Regions from separate parts of the Mus musculus genome. Here all the other regions are linked to region 2. A link is a contact called in public promoter capture Hi-C data. All regions are on one chromosome and are shown on one strand. Each heading gives the region's core, a stretch centred on a gene start, on an enhancer-like site or on the middle of the called end of the contact. The rest is flanking DNA. Distances are from core to core; before and after follow the strand shown.

What was found. Promoter capture Hi-C pulls out the DNA fragments that hold promoters and counts their contacts.
Region 1: a contact with region 2 is called in a promoter capture Hi-C map of pre-B cells, with 5 times the contacts expected there. The contact joins the promoter of Cdk6 here to the promoter of Gtpbp10 in region 2. A contact is called at or near these places in 2 of 39 promoter capture datasets (embryonic stem cells and pre-B cells).
Region 3: a promoter capture Hi-C map of cranial neural crest shows a contact between it and region 2. The contact joins the enhancer-like site here to the promoter of Gtpbp10 in region 2. A contact is called at or near these places in 7 of 39 promoter capture datasets (cranial neural crest, embryonic stem cells, frontonasal cranial neural crest and 4 more).
Region 4: a promoter capture Hi-C map of pre-B cells shows a contact between it and region 2, with 8 times the contacts expected there. The contact joins the promoter of Fam133b here to the promoter of Gtpbp10 in region 2. A contact is called at or near these places in 2 of 39 promoter capture datasets (liver and pre-B cells).

Annotation. Positions count from the first base shown.
Region 1 is chr5:3,342,411-3,345,668 of GRCm38.p6, reverse strand. Cdk6 (cyclin-dependent kinase 6) reads right to left here and starts at 1,776. Exons shown (of 8, transcript NM_009873.3): 1 at 1,698-1,776; 2 at 1,070-1,550. The coding sequence starts at 1,302. It overlaps Gm36470 (predicted gene, 36470), which reads left to right and starts at 2,110. Exons shown (of 4, transcript NR_168898.1): 1 at 2,110-2,371.
Region 2 is chr5:5,558,107-5,560,997 of GRCm38.p6, reverse strand. Gtpbp10 (GTP-binding protein 10 (putative)) reads left to right here and starts at 1,457. Exons shown (of 10, transcript NM_153116.2): 1 at 1,457-1,565. The coding sequence starts at 1,533.
Region 3 is chr5:8,296,782-8,299,690 of GRCm38.p6, reverse strand. The region is part of intron 3 of Adam22 (a disintegrin and metallopeptidase domain 22); the gene reads left to right. Among named protein-coding and RNA genes, the nearest start is that of Gm23993, 56 kb to the right of the region's middle. Within about 2 kb of position 1,505, at least 28 of the 459 cell types and tissues checked have an H3K27ac peak or open chromatin away from gene starts, as enhancers often do.
Region 4 is chr5:3,541,971-3,545,235 of GRCm38.p6, reverse strand. Fam133b (family with sequence similarity 133, member B) reads right to left here and starts at 1,403. Exons shown (of 11, transcript NM_001042501.1): 1 at 1,289-1,403. The coding sequence starts at 1,312.

The sequences.
Region 1 (3,258 bases), core at 527-3,026, 2.2 Mb after region 2:
ATAACTTCATCCCAGGGCATACAGTAGGCACATATTTGTTGTAAGGAATCCCTACAGGAATGAGAAGACAGGATGAAGACGCCAAGATCATCCCTCTAAAAAGAAGAGCTGAGAATGTTAACTCATCACCTAATTTGTAGAAAAGTCTGTGCATTCCCTTTTAACTTCCAGCTATGCATCTGTTTAAAAAAAGAGAATGAGAAAAGGCACAATGGGGAAATCCCAGCATCTTCGAGAAAACACCATTATCTTCAGTCACAGGAGACTGGGTTAGGAATGCCTCCCCCACCCACCTGCACAACTCTTCCAGGGAAAACAGAGGCTTTAAAATCTAAAGCACAGACTCACATCTAACCAATGAGAGAGGCATTCTAAGTCAGATCATACCAGTCCACAGATACTAAATGATACAATCAGAAAACCCTTTGAGAAGCAATCGCCCTCCACCCTACCACCCACTCTCCCTCCCTTTCTTTTCTCAGACAGGGTCTTTTGTAGCTCAGGAGGGTCTTGAACTCTGGATCTTCCTGGTTCAGTGTTCCCAGTACCCAGCCTTGAAAGACATTTTTCAAACAATGTTTAACACTAGGTGTCAGAGTCTAAACTTCTGAACTTCTAAGACCATCAGAAACCATTCTACAACTATAAAAAAAAAGTCACCACTGTGGGTTTGATTGGCAAACACATTCTTACACATTTCTTAAACTTTATTTACATTATGCTCCACCCTTAAAGTTTCCTTCTAATTATCTGCAAGCTGGATAACTATCTCACTCTGTCTCTCAAAAATCCCCCCACCGACGGGGAAAGTTAAGTAAGGGCTGGAGGGATTGTCTGGTTTTGTCCCTAAAAGACACCCAACGCCCCCCCGGAACCCTTGGGGCACGCAGAGCGAAAGCTCTTCAGAATAGCTTGGCTGCCCGGAAGCCACCGCAGGTCTCTTTTTCTGCCCTGTCTAACAGAGTCACCGGTTTTATCTGGGGAAACTCAACTCTTAACTTTAGTTGGGCCACCAGCCGCCCCTTGCCCAGCACCTTCCCGGACCCCATAGCCAGGGCTCCCGGCTCACCTGACCACGTTGGGGTGCTCGAAGGTCTCCAGGTGCCTCAGCACCGCCACCTCGCGGATGGTGGAGAGCGGCATGCCCTCCTCACTGGTCTGCACTCGCACGCGCTTCAGAGCCACGAAGCGGCCGCCGTTCTTCAGGTCGCGGGCCTTGAACACCTTCCCATAGGCGCCTTCGCCGATCTCCGCCACGCACTCATACTGCTGATCGGCGCGACTCAGGCTGTCCTTCTCCATGCTGGCTTCAGGCTGCGGGTGCGGCACAGTGGAACCGGGGTGCTCACTCGCTGCCTTACACGCCTCGGGGAGTCGGACTCGCGGCCGCCGGGCTAGACGGACCGACCTTCTCGCCCGCGGGTGCAAGCCGGGCGCAGCCGCTGCGAAACTCCGCCTAGCCGAGTCGCCGCGCCGCCGCCGCAGGAGAGCGCCGATCCCTCCTCTTCCCCCTCCGCAGCGATTACATAGTCTGCCCACAATCTCTGCACCTAGGAGGAGGAGACCGGAGGACAAGGAGAAAGTGTGATCAGACTGCCCGGGAGACTTCCACAGGGTTCCACCAGCTCCTCTCCTCCTCCCTCTACTCGCACTGGTTGCCTAATCGGGCCGGGTTTCTCGGAGAAAAACCAAGTTACTTTTCTTCCACAGCAGGGCTCGTGCAGTCTTCACGAAGGAGAGGTTGCTGGGGCCCCTCGGGGATGAGCGCAGCGCGGGACGCAGCGGGACGAGAGGGGGCGTGCCGAGCAGCCCAGAGTGTGCCCGGAGCGCGGGGGAGGGGAGGCGCCGGGCGCGTCAATGTCACGGCTCAATATTTATACCTATATTATTGTTCTCCGCTGCCCTCCCTGACTCCAGGGGCCTGGTCGTGCAGGGTATGGGGCGACCTGGGGGAGTTCGGAAGCTGGCGTAAAAGCACCGGGGGTTCACCCACGTGGGGCCGCAGAACGGGGTTGGGGCTCCTAGAACCCTGTAACCCGATGCTGCGAGTATGCGAGTAGGGGTGGTCAGACATCTGCTCGGAAATTGCTTCCTTTCTTTTCTACTTTCAGTTTTTCTACAGGGAGACATTTGAAAGGGACTCGCTCTCACAAATGGTCTTTGGGGTATGGCAAGCTTAGTGGGAGACGAAATTCTGCCTCCGATTCGGAGGACCTCCCTGGTGGAAACTCAGCGAGGACAGACCATCTGGTAGGGGAGGGCTGGGGCTACTAGAGGTGGGAGAGCGAGGGGTCCTGGAAGGGGAGTAGTGTCGTGCTCCCCACCTCACACATACACAAACACAAAGATCCGAAGGATGTGGGAAAGGAAGGTACGTCACACTTTCACTCGTCCTGTCCTGAAAAAGTAACTTCGGGACTTTGCTAGCTAATCGGGACTGGTCCTTAAGTTTTCAAGCCGTGCAAAAGCAACCGCCCTTACGACGGTGGGGGTAGGGGGCAGTAAACGTAGGTCTCCCCGGTGTGAGAAGGGGCTGCCCTTGTGTCGAGACTTCCGAATCCCCGCCCGGTATCCTGGGCGGCTGAATGTCGGTAGCTGAGACAGTCGCTCTGTTCTCCAAAGGCCAGAGGCTAGGTCCCACGCGCGCGGTCGGGCGCCCCCTCCCCGTTCTGTTGTTTAGGGATGACCGAGTGAGCCTTCCCGTCCCACAGCGGCCTTAGTCTGGGCTGGACCTTGTTCCACCACAGCCGCGTGTCCGGAACGGTCTGCATGCGTTTACCTGCCCCGTACCCATCCCCCCCACCACCACGCTCTTCTGCCTGGTATTAAAGAACACATGGAGCGACCCCCACTGGATGCCAGCATAGCACCGCCCGGCCAAGGCAGGGCCACTCCCCGTTCCTTTGAGAGCTTTCCTAAAAAGCTGCGGAAAGGACCCTCCAGCCCTCACCCGGGGGTCCGAGCCAGGTCGAGGGCCACACAGGTAGCGGGAGCAACGGCCTTGGCGCCCGCCCTCCCCCTCTGCCGGTGTCCAGCCTAGGCTCCAGGAGGGGGCAGCCGTCCCACCCCCGCGGGCCTACACCCCCCGGACCGGAGCGGCGGTGCCTAGCCCCCTCCCCTCCTCCACTTTTTCGTAGTTGTTGTTGCTTTCCCACGCTGGCTGAATGTGACTTGACCCCATTTCAAAAAAGTTTGACATAGCGCTTCAACATTTCCGCATTCCTCCGCGACTACAAAGGCTGCAGCCGCCTCCTTCTG
Region 2 (2,891 bases), core at 208-2,707:
TGTATTTTTCTTTTGCTTACATCATCAATGATCCTTAGCATTTTAGATATCAATTTCTTATTTATATTTTATTTATTGTTATTATATTCTGTGTATGTTATGGGAAAGAGAGTGGGCCTATATTCAATAATCATAAATAAACATTAGAAGGTGTGTGCATTAGGCTAAACATTTTGGCATAATTTAAATGGCAGCACATTTTCTAGATTTAACAGGAAAAGTATGATAACAGCAACTTAATATTCTGGTTTTTAAAATAGTAAGTATATTTATTGAGGCTAACATCTGACATTTGGGTCAATATTTAATGTTAATCTACAGAGGCTAGAACCAACCAACCAAACATCTAAATGAAAATGACAGCTTCAAAGTCCAGGAACAGTAAACTAATCTAGACTGAGCAGTAGTTTCCACACTGTGTACTTCCAAATAGGACTCGCTCCTTTCCCAAATTCCCCATCCTATTGTTTAGGATGCAGAACCTTATCTAAATGAATTGGAGTCCTGTTTTCTAGTCTAGGACTCAGGCATGTAGCAGAATGCCCGTAACTGCAATTTTCAGAGTTTCAAGACTAGCCTTTGCCAGGTTCCAGCTAGGAAAGCGGCCTTAGAGGCGCAGGACCTCGGGCTATCTGTAACTAACTTTAAATCAACCTCATACTGAAAAACGGAACATAACAATTCCTTAAGGTTACTCTCAGCTGCACTGCCCTGGCCAGTGACCATGACTGAGTCACATTTCGCCAAGGATTCTAAACCTAATAATTCTAATGATAGAAAATAATAAATGAGCAGTGAAGGGAGACCCCTCTAGTACGCTCGTGTGCCTTTTTCACTTAAAGACTTGGCAGAAAGATTGGCGAAATGGGCCTGCCATTCAGTGATCTTTTTCTGAAGCTTCCTCTCCAAGCTGGAATGTAATCTCTCGTGTTCTCACAAGGACAGCCTTCAAATGAAAGGTGAAAACTCTCGGCTGAGTCCAGGTTGGGGTTTCTGTTTGCCTCCACTGCACACATCATCCTTTGTAAAAATCTAGATCGTCACACTTCTTTCAATACTTCTGTGCTACAAGTTTTAAGTGACTGGTTCCTGAAGTTTAAGCCTTGGCTAGAAAAATTGCTCAAGCCATCATCCAGCAGTCTTTTAGAGCTCTCGGTGTTTTGTACAAGTGTGTCTGTTGGAGGGGTCTTTCATCGTGAGAAAATCCTGGCACCTCAGGTTCTTCAGCTACCATAAAAATGTTTGTGAGGCAGGCCAGTCTCCAGCGCATAGCGTTCAAAGCGTCAACTCCAGAGACTCCTGCCCGGAGCCCTGCTTCCCCTTGCACACAACTTAGACGAATCTGGGCTCTGCACTCTCCTTCCTGCACCCAGAGGCGTCCAAAGCACACGCCCACCTTCCTCGAGCGCGATGCAGCACGCAGGCGCGGATCCGCTGAGACGTCACCTCTGCGACCAGTAGTGACGTCAGTACGCGCGCCCGACCGAAGTTTGTCCGGATTCTGCGGGCGGGAGTCCTGCCCCTTGGAGCTCATGGTGCGCTGCGGTTGCGCTTTGTTGAGAAAGGTTCGTGACGGGGGTCTCCCCAGCTTTGGTGTCTTCGCCGCTCTCCTCCTGGGTTGTCGTTCCTCGGTTCCCGTCTCCTGGGAGAAGATTGTGTCTCAGTGACACGCTGATGGCCGTTTGGGGTCCAGCTTTAGGGAATTCCTGTATTGTTCCCAAAGCACGTGAGAGGATAATTGGGGACCTGCCTGCGGTTTAGACCCGGCATTGCGGTGCACGTGCCGGCTTGTTTGTTTGTTTGGTTTGGTTCTCATTGTTTAAAAGAGAGTCCATAACCTGCTTTTATACATTTCTCCTCCTTTACACTGCTTTTGATATCTTTCTGAAGACTTTTCTGGAAGTCAGAATGTGTGTTTGCTGTGCCTCATATAGAGATTTTACGTCAATTTTTATGTAGTGCCTGTCTTAAAATCCACTTTTATAACAATCTGCAACCAACCGCTCAATTAAAAAAGAATCTCAGTGAGCTTAACTGGCAACGGTGTGTGAAAGCTAGAGGTCATGTACATAAGCTGTTGTTAGGAACAGCCATTATAAATGAGAGTCCTTAATAAATATGACAAATCTAGAAAATAAAGAAAAAGTCACATACTGAACACAGCTTTAAAAGCCCTTACCAGGAATATCTCAGGGTGGTCAACCTTCAGTTTGTTTTTGTTTTTTTTTAAACCCACAGATTTTTTTGATACCCAAAAGTACTGCAGATTACCAAAAACGTGAATATTAATTTAAACGATTGCTCTGTAATTTGAAAGCCTGGGATTATGACACACTGGCTTTATAAGAAGTTACCTACCTAGTGAGGGAAACTAAATGGAAAGTACCAGAGGATATAATCCAGTGTCCGAGGAAGCCTGAAAAGCCAGTCAGTGAGAGTGATGGGCCAAGGAGGCCTCAGATCATACAACCATAAGCCATAGTTTAGTTGTATTTGAGGATACATTGAAACTGACACCAGAAAATGGGTTTATGATAGAAAGAACAAATGATAATCTAAACAGAGGAGAAAGCATGAATAGAGTGGCAGGGAGAGTGGGCAGCTCAGAAAAGAACAGGAAGGCTCCAACAAATGACAGCTGTCCCGGTGAGATCCGGTGAGGGCTTTGAATCCAGCACTGTAAACTTTATTATTTCAGAAGCAGTAAAAACCCAAAGTCACGACTGTTTCTGAGTAAAGAGAGACATAGACATCGGGTTCACTTAAGGGGGAAAGAGATGCTCTTGGCTCATGGTGGCGGATGCATTAAGAAGGAATGATGAGACCCTGAAAGACCATTTGGAGTTCACAGTCAAGATTCTAAGAGGACAGAGGTCCTGGAAAGGAGTTAG
Region 3 (2,909 bases), core at 256-2,755, 2.7 Mb before region 2:
CCTGAAACTCTTACTTTTACCTTTTCATTTCCACCCTCTGTATCCTTCGGTGTTACCCATAGCAGGGCGCATCGCTCTGCTGATGGCTCTGCAGCTCTGCATTTTTTATGTTAAGTGTTGAGTCAGCATGTGGGCCGATCCATGTCCCTGCCCACTGAGGCATACATGGCAGTGACATGAGCTATGTATTTGTTTCTCTCACTTAGATCTCTTTTGGATGTCTGATACTCGTATGCAGTCCAGTTTACAATATGGACACATTGCTGGGTATCTTGTAGACTTGGAAGGGAGGCCTTGGTAGAGGTCCTAAGGTTGGTTGAAAACCTAGTCTGGCTTTATCTTATGTATTTGTTCATTAGCTTCATTCAATTCCCATTCTTTTTCTATGGCTTTCTGTAGTTGAATCTGATGGGCCTATGTGCAGCTGTATTGATATTTACACATTTTGGTATTCTCTGAGCTGCCTGGACCTCCAGTTTGGTGACTGCCGCTAATCTGGGAAACTCTTGACCATTATTATTTCTCCCTTCCTCTCTGCCTTACACTTCATATTCTAATTCTAATTCTAATTCTAATTCTAATTCTAATTCTAATTCTAATTCATAATACTTCTGAAACTTTTCTAGTGATTTTTGGATATTCTATTTCTATTTTTCATTGTTTGAGTTTTGCTTCAAATCTGCAGTGTTTCCTTTGGTCCCCTTGACACTCCTCCAGGCTCACAGCTTCTTGCTTGAGTTGGGGTGTGTATGTGTGTAACAATGAGGCTGTCAGAAGCCTTTCTTCATTTCATGTGGGTTTTCTTTCCTTTGAATTGTTTCTTAGATATCAGCGCTCTGATCACTTGTTTACCAATTTCATTTTTCCATAAAAAGCCTTTAGCCTAATTTTAAAATTGATGAATGAATTGTATCTCTCATTGACCCTAGTGATCAGTAAGGTGAAGAGCAATCAGGAAGTCCTAAACATTGTCCTACACCTGTCTACACACACACACACACACACACACACACACACACACTCATATACTTGTGTACACATGCATGAACACACAATATACACAAACAAAAAATAAGAAACAAAAAAAATCTCTTCAAAATCTGATTGCACTTGTCTCTTGGCAAGGGAAGCACACAGCTCTCTAATTGCTTTAAAATGCACATACACTGCAGGAAACTCAAAGGGAAGAAAAACAATAACCACGTCCACTCTGTCCTCACAGAGTTCATCACTACAAAAGGAAGGCTGGGGTTTTAGACTGGTAATAAAAGAACAAAACATGGGAAAAAGTAAACTCCCTCATTTCCTGGAGCAGGGTATTGAAAAGTCCAGCCTGCCCAGTGTCCAAGTATAAGCTCTCTGTGTTGTGTGGCCGTGGCTGGGCTCCAGTCGGAGGGTTAGTGAACTCAGACAGCATCATGGCTGAAGCTTCTTCATTTGATCCAATCATATTCCTTCTACTACTCAGCTTTTCTGGGCCTCTTTTCTGAAACCGAATGCTCCCAGCTCTGCATGCTTTGATGATTGATTCCAAATGTAGAGTGAAGGGCAGCGGGATGGTGGAGACTGCCAAGTTAAAAGGCGCAGGCAGAAGCCGCAGTTGCTTTATTTTGCTGTCATACAGGGGAATTGTTTAGTCATTTTACTAATTTCCTCACGTCTTTGTAAAAGCCACATAAAGCATATCTACTTCACAGCTCGTTAATATTTATTAAGTACTTCTTAATCCAGAGATTACATTTCTTAGAGCTAAATCAGCTCAAGTAACTGTATCCTCTACGTCCTCCTGAGGTGCTTGTAAAACCCCTTTTATGTCTTTTCCAGCAAATGGTATATTCAGTGTCTGCAATCCACCTTTAAATTAAATCCTTATTATCTTGTTTAGAATGAAAAGAAGAAAAATTGATATTGCAGTGTGCACTGAGCACTTAAGGAATATTCTTTAGTGTCATTAATCACTGTTTAACGAAATAGAACATGTGTAAATGTGATGGTTTGTATATTCTTGGACCAGGGAGTGGCGCCATTTGGGGGTGTGGCCTGGTTGGAATAGGTGTGACCTGGTTGGAGTAGGTGTGTCACTGTGGGTGTGGGTATAAGATCCTCACCCTAGTTGCTTGGAAGTCAGTCTTCCACTAGCAGCCTTTGGGTGAAGACAGAACTCTCAGGTCTGCCTGCACCATGCCTGCCTGGATGCTGCCATGCTCCCACCTTGATGACAATGGACTGAATCTCTGAACCTGTAAGCCAGCCCCAATTAAATGTTTTTTGTATAAGACTTGCCTTGGTCATGATATCTTTTCATAGCAGTGTGAGGAGCAGGGTATGGGGATTATATAATGACTTGATAGATATTATTCTGCTAATATTTCAAGCTCTGTTTGCCCCTGAAGCTGGGAAGCTCCCAAGCCACTTCTAGATTAAACGTGGCAAATTCTCAGCTTCTGCTGTGTAACCAGAGCACAAGACTCTGTACTTAGAGTACAGAGTACACACTTATAGTACAGAGCATTTCTCCTAGTACTTGACCCGTCCAGCAGGTCCAGTTATTTGAGGGTCTCGAGGGGACCTTCTCTTAAGAACGAAATGGGGGGGAGAGAAAGACAGACACCAAGTGCGAGGAATGACACAGAACCAATCTGAGTAGCATCAAGGTGTCACTATATTCAGCAAGGCTCAGGGCTTAAATGCACAAGCAAAAGGGGAAGTATTTCTCAGCAGGAGGAACGGGCAGCAGAAATGTACAAGCAAAGGAGGAAGTACTTCTCAGCAGGAGGGATGGGGCAGCTGAAATTTTTCTTTTGGCGACTACAAGGGGAAGCAGGAATTTGGTGGTATCAGGGTACATCTTGTGGTCAGGACATCTGGCGCTGACTTAGGGCTGGAACATTCTGTGGTTGTTCTCAGAG
Region 4 (3,265 bases), core at 154-2,653, 2.0 Mb after region 2:
GTTGATGATGGAGAAGCTGTCTATGTGTGGGACCAGGATGTATAGGATAGCTGTGGTTTAAAAGTCCTGTTAAAAAGTGAGACTTTGGGGCTGGTGGTGGTGTGGGGGGCTGGGGGAGATATCAAGATCCATGAGGACTGAACCAAGTAGCAAATGATACAAGTTCTGGTCACAGTTTAAGCATCCTTACCCTGCCCTAAGTATTAGTTCTCCATTACATCTCCAACACCTCCCACCTTTTGATGTAATGTTTTCAGTCTTAGAATCTTTTAAGTGCAAACAAAATGCTACTAGAACATATTGTGCGATGACAACAGAACAGAACAGTACAGAGCTGTCAACACCCTCCAGTAAACGAGACTAATTTCATAGGTTTTGAAAATGCCTTAAGGAATGTGTAAATAAAAATTTCCAGTAAAATGAAAGTCTGGATTTCAGTAAGAAACTGTAATAATGTCTGTAAGCAAGCCTATAATCTTTAAAACAACGATAGCATCATTAATAACAACAAAACAAAACAGAAAAATCTCCAGGAATCAGGTGAGATGTGTCTGAGGACATTAATAGTCCAAGCACTATGTCGAACTCTGGATGCCCACACACATAGACCATTTCAACTGGTCTATTCTATTCTATTCATCTCAACTCCATTCATTCTACGGTCTCGTCCTGAAGCCAGGAGGAAAGTACATTCCTGCACAGTGCGAGCAAGGTTAGTGGCCACCGAGCTTCCACGACAGAACCACAAGAAACTAAAACGGACGTTTTTTGTTGTTGTTGTTGTTGTTTTTTGTTTTGTTGTTGTTGTTGTTTTTAAGACAGAGCGGGGAACACTGTCATTTCCCGGGCAGCTCTTTAGGTACCCACTCGCGTTCGCTTGGGCAGTTGCCTTTGTGGTCAAGCGGTGACTAAGGAGGACTCCCATTCCCACAGGTAGAAACTTGGGTTCAGAAGTCACTAACTTCCGAGGGCACTGGAGTCTAGAGTACCCCAAAGCCCTCATCCCTGTCCCCCACCCCCATCCCCGTGGTCCCGCTGCGCTGGGTCTGGGCCTCTCGGCACCGGCGGCTCCGGCTCACAGCCCTTACCGCTGCGGGGCGACAGGCCCCAGGGTCGGCCGAGCAGGACGCTGAGGACCGGCAAGGCGCACGCGCATCGCACGGCGCGGGGTCTCGGGGCCCCAAGTGCGACGCGGCCGCCAGCCCCGCCGCGACGGGCGACGGCTTCCGCTCGTTCGCCTGCCGCCCGGCCCCGCCTCACTGCTCCGTTTTCCCCGCCGAATACTCACCACGCGATTATCCCGTTTCCCCATGGTGGCCGGCTGAAGGCGCGGGAAGCCGCCGAGGGAGCAGGCCCGAGAAGAAGCCGAAGCGGCCCGCCGCGAGTCCTCTTACCACCTCTATGCCCCGCCCAGAGAGCGGCGCCCCGCCAATCCGGGGAGACCGTATGCGCCACGGCGCCCCCTGGTGGTGCGGAGGACAGCCCGGCGCTAGCGACCGCCTGCGGTTCCCAGGAGCTGCAGCAGGATTCCTGTGACCCACTTAACCATTCCTGAGCAGGACCCACTCTGTAGTCAAATCGGTAACTCAGTTCCTGGGTATCCAATGCCCTCTTCTGACCTTTGTGGGTACCAGGCACACGCACTGCACACCTGTAGGCAAACACATAAAGTAAGTCTAATGGAAAAAATTGTCATAAAACTTAAAAAAATGAGTCTGGGACCAGTCAAATATAGTTAAGACATAATCCTTATCTTTAAGGGGTGTGTTTATTAACTCATAGGGGGAGATAAACACACACAGGTTAGACTTTACTGCTTTGGTGCTATGGGATTATCTGGATTGGACTTAAACTTCAGAAGTGGTCTAGACTCTAGAGACTAATTAATACACCATATTCTCTGACTATTCACAGGCTTAGAAAAAGTGACTTATGGATTCATGTCAACATGAATGCATCAGGAATAAAATCGATCAGAATCCTTTCTGAAATTTTAGAAAATGGAAATATGGGACTTTCATTATACTGAAGAAAATCCTTTAGCCTTTCCCCAGACCTCATGGATATGAGGTGAGGGGTGGGTGGGTAGACATCATGAGTTTGAGGCTATTTTGAGCAACAAAGTAAGTCCAAGTCTGATCTGGGTAACTTAGACATTGTGTAAAGTAAAATTCAAAGGGAAAAAGGCTGGTATATGCTGCAGGATATGTGATCACACTGTGAAACCTGAGATTGTATTATTTACTAAAAAACAGTTGTTTCTAGTTGTGGTATGACTCAGCACTTAGAACACAGTTTTAATCCCAAACAGTGAAGGTAAAGTTAGTTTGTAGAAGGAAGCACCCATATTTGAAAGTTATGTGTAATTGAGTGGCAGACAAAGTGATGAATCAGAGAACAACCTGACAAAATAGACTATATAGAATATGCCCAACTGTCAGGAGAGAGGCAGTGAAGCCACTTAGGAGAGCAGTGCAGAGAGAAAGCGAGGAGAGAGGCAGTTTTACTGAGATGGGTTGAAAAGAGAACAAGCTAGACACGGGTGAAGACAGAATGAGTCAGAGAGTGAGAAGGAGCCAGAAGATTAGAACAGGTTGCCAGAGTTAACTCGGGGCCAATCAGAGCAATTCAGTCAGAAAGTGAGAGAAGCCAGTTAGAACCAGTCAGCTTGGAGAGGAATTTGAGCCAGAACAGCTGAATTGAACCAGCCAGTCAGAGTTCAGAAAGAACAAGAGAGGGTGAATATTTTCAGCAGTAACTTATCAGAGCCTGTAAAACATTCTAGGCCTATATTAGATTGCACAGAGGCTTCCAGGACCAGGCCTAGGTTAGCAGACTGAGGCAGTAAGCCTCAGAGATGACATTTAATTTAGGGAAATAAAAGTTTACGAGTAACACCAGTGACAGTGATACAGCATTTACCTAGCATGTGCGAGGCCCTGCATGGAATCCAGTACCTCAAAGAAAATCTTCTTCTCGCTGACAGAGACTCTCTCCTTTCTCACCCTCTATTGTTGCAACAGATATTCCAATCTCCACTTTCTTTCTTAAAACGGTCCTGTATTAGTTTGGATGTAATTGGTCTCCATAGGCCCATAGGGAGTGGTGCTATTAGAAGGTGTGGCCTCGCTGGAGTGGGTGTGGTCTTGTTGGAGAAAGTGTCTCGATGGAGGCAGGCTTTGATGTCTCCGACTCCACTATGGCCAGTGACACAATTCTCCTTCTGCTGCCTGTGGATCAACATGTAGAACTCCCAGTTGCTTCT